Regions from separate parts of the Zea mays genome. Here region 1 is linked to region 2. The links are chromatin contacts, called in public Hi-C maps. All regions are on one chromosome and are shown on one strand. The core of a region is the stretch at or near the end of the contact, and the rest is flanking DNA. Distances in the headings are between cores, read along the strand shown.

Region 1 (2,857 bases), core at 9-2,508, 230 kb before region 2:
CATTTGTTCCTTAACTTTTCTTAACTCTATTGCTGCAGGTGTTTAGAACTTTGGAAAAAAAGAAAACACTCCTTTTTACTGTTCGGATGAACAATACCTACAACAGTATATCAGATGAATAATACTGTAGAAACCGCAACAACAGTGATCAAACCGCATATTCATTTTCTCTTCCTTTCCTCTATTCTGAAAAACAACACTGCAATGATCTAACGTCTCCTGCAGTTCAGGTGACGAGGGGCTCTAAATTTTACACTATAAAATTTAAGGATCGAATCAAATTAGGATCGAGCTCTATTTCTATTCGGATCGGATTAGGATCGAGCTATATTTCTATTCTTTTTTAACTTAAATTTATTTAGAGCCTTACCATTTTGTGAAAAAGCATTTGCATCACGATCCATTATCACCTCTACATGCACTCCTGCATCCCACAAAGCAATGACTTCGGTACCCTACTAGACATCCACAGTTCTCAAGTTCTTCCCCACGCTAGGTTGATTATTTCGTCCATTCAGCTCAGCATTAAACCAAGACGCAATTATATGCCACATAGGCAAAACGGGATTAATGAAATGACCTGCACTCCAGCTAAAGCTGGACCAAGATGATTATAGGCTAAAAATACTTCGACCCCAATTATAGCTGCTCACACTGCACATGAGTACGTGACAGACTTGTCAAGATGAAATCCTCAGTCAGATTTTTTTTTTTTTTTTGGCATTACACCACGAACAAGTGATCTTGAAAGCATAGCAAGGGAGTTGATATATATTACCTCTCCACTAGGCTAAATAACTGGTCTTGAAAGCATAAATACCATTAACTGTACTGGAAACATTCAAAGCACAAAATCGTCTCCAACAGTTCACTAATATGGTCACTCAAAACACTGTTTTATATTGTTCTTAGAGTGGAGTTTGAATATAGGAATTAGAATAAGTAAGCTGCTAAGCTCAAATGACTTCAATATGGTGCGGTGCCTAAATCAAACAACAGACCCGTAGCCTTGACCCATCTCACCTCAAGGAAATGAATCATTTCTTTGCCTTACCCCAACACCAACCTGGACTTGGTGTCACCTGTGGGACCCAAATCACCATGGAGTTATTGCGGTTTTAAATTCGTGGGCCATAGCAAACTGGACCTCAGTGTTAAACTGACCCTCAAATGAAGGCACTTGTTTGTTACTGTATTTTTACGTTCAGTAGATCGATAAGGAAATGTACGAATACTTGTACCTCGTAAACAAAACTGAAGCAACCCAACATAAGGGCATTTATGACACGATAAGGAATGGAAAATTCAGTGCTCATACCTCCTATCATACTACAGATTTATAGCAGTGGCAGTGTGGCTTGTCGTTTTCTCATCCTGCTCTATTTAGCCTTCAGCACCTCTGAACTCAGCTGTCAGCTCGAGTTCAGAAAAAAAAATTAACAAATCACACTGCTTTAATGGGGCGATCGCCATGCTGTGAGAAGATTGGACTGAAGAAAGGCCCGTGGACACCGGAGGAGGATCAGAAGCTGCTTGCCTACATTCAGGAGCACGGACATGGGAGTTGGCGAGCATTGCCTGTGAAGGCGGGTGAGTATTCTACCATCTTCCCAATGAACATTGTTCGTGAGATCTCGACCAACAGTCTTGCAGGCTTGCAGAGGTGTGGGAAGAGCTGCAGACTGAGGTGGACAAACTACCTGAGACCGGACATCAAGAGGGGCAAGTTCAGCTTGCAAGAAGAGCAGACCATCATCCAGCTTCATGCTCTTTTAGGCAACAGGTGAGTACCAGTGAAATTAGTCAACTCCAGATTGTTACAGTAAGTCATATCATCTGCAGTGCTCAGAGCACAAGAGATCCTTTAGCATACGTATCTTATCTGGCTCCTTTCTGCTAAGACGAAGTGCACTGTCTGTTCCTATCAGACTGCTGCCTACCATTTAGTGACAATTTACAAAGCATATACGTGAGCCTCTGTCACATCTGAAAGCAGAGAAGAAAGGATTGTCAGTGTATTTATAATGAATTAGAACGGATTTTCTAGTGCATCTTCTGTATGCAGGCATCTAAGTGCACCAATCTATCTATCCTGCTGCATGTACCGAGTTATGGCATGGCATCTGTACTTTTTTTAATTTGCCGTCTCATGTCCCCCCTCCCTCAGTCCTCTTAGTTCTGTACTCCAACCTAGAATTTCGGCATACATGGTAGATGAATACAAGATGTTAATTTTAAATCATAGGTTCGTTTCATGGCACTTGTTCAGGTGGTCGGCCATTGCAACCCATCTACCAAATCGCACGGACAATGAGATCAAGAACTACTGGAACACACACCTCAAGAAAAGGCTGGCCAAGATGGGGATCGATCCTGTCACCCACAAATCTATCAGTGGCACTCGCATTGGCACCACAAACGACAAATCAACCAAGGCCGCCGCAAGCCTCAGCCACATGGCACAATGGGAGAGCGCCCGCCTCGAGGCTGAGGCACGGCTGGCTCGAGAATCGAAGATACGGACAGCAACGCCAACACCAACTGCTCTCCATGCGCAGCCAACGATACTACCTGCCTCTGCTGCTTCTCCATGCCTTGACGTGCTTCATGCATGGCAGGGTGCAAAGATAGACCTGGAGTCTCCAACCTCCACGCTGACGTTTACAGGGAGTAATAGTGGAACGCTGCCAACCCCCAGGACCAATAGACTAGACGTATCAGAAAGCAACTGTGCAGTGTGGCATCAGAGGAGTGATGACTTGGAGGATGAAGAAAACGATTGGCAGATCTTCAGCAAGCACCAATTGCTGGAACTCGACAGCAAGGAGAGGGAAGAGGACTTCATTGGTTGTGAGGA
Region 2 (2,968 bases), core at 370-2,869:
CGAACCCATATCCCATGGTTACTTGTCCGCACACAACCACCCGACCCCCTGAACTTGAAGACTGATAGCAGGTGACCAATTGACAAGCCCAGCTTCACAACCATGGTGAACCGTGGCAACCCAAGCCGGATTAACACCGGTGAGCAATTGCCAACGCCCCAATACTCTAATCTATCCCAATCGCGGTATACACGCCGGTGAAGACGAGGCGAGCACGGGGTGGAAGCCTTACCAGAGGTAGGAGCCACAGAGATGCCCGACCACGGTGTGGAGGAAGTCCCTACGCGGCTACGCTCGCCCCACTCTTACGAGCAGCACACAGCACCGCGGCGCACTGAGATGATGCCGACCGCCACGACCAACCCCACGGCAGACCGGAGGTTCCCAAAGCTACGCTCCCAGGGTCGAACAACGCTGAGCCGTCGCTCACCCCGCGGCGGCGTCCGTGATCTTCCCCGTAGAAATTGGGTACGACGATTCCGAGCTAATCCTAGGCGCGGTTCCAACGGAGGGTTCCACGACTCTGGTATTTGTAGCCCGTGACACGATCACCGCCAAAATCGCGCCAACGGAGCGACCGAATTAGCCCAGGAGATGCTCTCGGACTCGGTCTTCACGGGCGATGGTTGAAACAGAGCGTCTGCGAGAGGAGAGAAGACCATCCTGACCGGTGGGAACCACACACCAGCGATAGGTGATGACGCAAGAAGCTGACCAGTGGGCCACGACTTCAGCGCGCGTGGCACATCCCAGCCGCACAAGGCCAGAGAAGTGGGCCGCGAGGAGCAAATCCGGCCCATGCAGAGGAGATGAACCCTTTTCTTTTTCTTTATTCTGTTTTTTAAATTGAGTCCAAATTTTGAATTCAAATTTTGTAGTGAATTTGTACTTAGATTTGAATGTATGACTTGGACATTCCATTATGGGTTGAGTCTATTTATTTATAAATTCATTTTGCAATCTATAATATTTCTCTCTTCTTTTCCATTTTTCAAATCCCAAATTCAAATTTAAATTCCCCTCTCATTCTCTTTTGATTTACAAATTTAAAAATCCAAATTCACGATAAAGTTTAGGAATTCAAATTTTTATTACATACTCAAAATCAATTATGAAGTCATACATATGTATTTATTTTAATTGATTTATAGATGTTTGAAACATGAGAAACACTCATATTGTTTTATTTTTTTTTAAAAATAGTATTTTGAATGTGGGTAAGAAGTAAAAGTCACTTCAAAATCAAATATTCATGTAAATAAATGCTTATGGCGCATCATTTAATAAAATGAATAATCATCTAGTAGTTGAACTGAAAACCTTTCTATTACTTCTTTTTAAAAAATAGTTATTGGTTTCAAAATTCAGTCCTAAAATTTAACACTCAAGTATAATTTGAGATTTCTGTATTTACTATTTTATTTTTTCGTGTATTTATTTTATTATTATTTTTTATACACATTTCGGGTGTTACGCATCGGATCCCCGCCTCAACAGGCCACCTAGTCCAACGAGCCCCATTCCAATTCGGCAATTCCCATTTCCCCTTCCCAACAGGCCAACCCCCTCTACCTATCTTTTTCCTCAGCAACCGTGCTCGGTTCCTCCTCCCTCGAAACGGCTCCCACCCCCGCGCCGCGATAAGAAAACCCACCAAACCCTAACCCTAGCAGCGGTGCCACAACCGCCCGCGTTCCCGGCCGGAGAGGAAGCCGAGCCAGCAAGGATGCCGCCCGGGTCGGCGACGCAATTTCGGTACACGCAGACGCCGTCCAAGGTGCTGCATCTTCGGAACATGCCATGGGAGTGCACCGAGGAGGAGCTCGTCGACCTCTGCAAACCCTTCGGCCGGGTCGTAAACACCATGTGCAACGTCGGCGCTAACCGCAACCAGGCATTCGTCGAGTTTGTAAGCCCCTGCTCTCTGCTCAACTCCCCGTTTCTCGGATCGATTGCGATATCGGTAGCGATTTGCGCCCTGTTTCTGCTGTAAGGATGACTGAGATTACGAGAAATTTGCGATTTTCGGTGTGACGAGATAGCATCTAGTGATTGTACTGTTGCATGGTGTTCATTGTGGTAAACTATAAGCAATATGTGTCATGTATTAGGTTCTTGTGGGGCATGCCCTAGATCATGATTTAGGTAATTCATGATATTTAATCTCATCTATTTAGATGTTATTTGTTTGTGAACGTCAGGGTGTTGGTTGGTGGTGATTATTAGTATTTCATCGAACTTTTAGGGTCGACTGCTATTATTATAGCTGCATACTATTACAGCTCAGGTGCCAACTTACAACAACAGTGCCACTATATTAGATGAAATGCATTGACTTTAAGGCATGCATTAGGAATATGCTGTTCTAGCTAGATATTCTAGGTGTTAATGTTAATGTGTATTGTTTGCTTTTGGTGTGGTTTAGTATGGTTATGTTACATGGATTTTCAGTACTCCTAGGTTGTGTCCAATCTAATGTAAGCTAGAATTTCAATGAAATTGTACTCATCAGAAGTGGCCACAGCCCACATGTCCAATCATTCACTTTATTTATCTCACGGAACACGTGATATGCCGATATTGTATAAATGAAGAACTAATTTTGTTTGTTTCCTTAATTGGTTGTGTACATTTAGAGGAAAACATATTTGTACTGCGTGTTGCCCATTTATATCAAGTATTGCGTAGTTGCATTATATTTTACAGAGTGACGATGATTGAGTTGAAGTTTAAGAGGATGAAACTTGGAGGAATATGATTATTATATTCATCTTCTAATGCTCCGTTTTGTACAATGTTAACTTGTTTGACAACATTATATATGTGATGGAGTGGATTGTTGGTTACTAAGAGATTTTTGTTCCTCATCCTAGAATCATGGATGAAATGCCTGTCTCGTTGATATATATTTTGTAGCATCAATATTATGTTAACTGCTAGCAATGGAATACCTGTTTTCAGAAGGATA

Evidence for each region. A called contact is a pair of places that touch in the nucleus more often than the background predicts.
Region 1: a Hi-C map of leaf shows a contact between it and region 2, with 3 times the contacts expected there. The contact joins the promoter of LOC103643278 here to the promoter of LOC100217199 in region 2. A contact is called at or near these places in 9 of 25 Hi-C or Micro-C datasets (bundle sheath, ear, leaf and 2 more) and 1 of 3 datasets of contacts at active chromatin or transcription factors (leaf).

The regions. Positions count from the first base shown.
Region 1 is chr1:218,783,142-218,785,998 of Zm-B73-REFERENCE-NAM-5.0, reverse strand. It overlaps LOC103643278 (transcription factor MYB16), which reads left to right and starts at 1,258. Exons shown (of 2, transcript XM_008666441.4): 1 at 1,258-1,783; 2 at 2,270-2,857. The coding sequence starts at 1,458.
Region 2 is chr1:218,550,954-218,553,921 of Zm-B73-REFERENCE-NAM-5.0, reverse strand. It overlaps LOC100217199, which reads left to right and starts at 1,619. Exons shown (of 11, transcript NM_001143558.1): 1 at 1,619-1,909. The coding sequence starts at 1,727.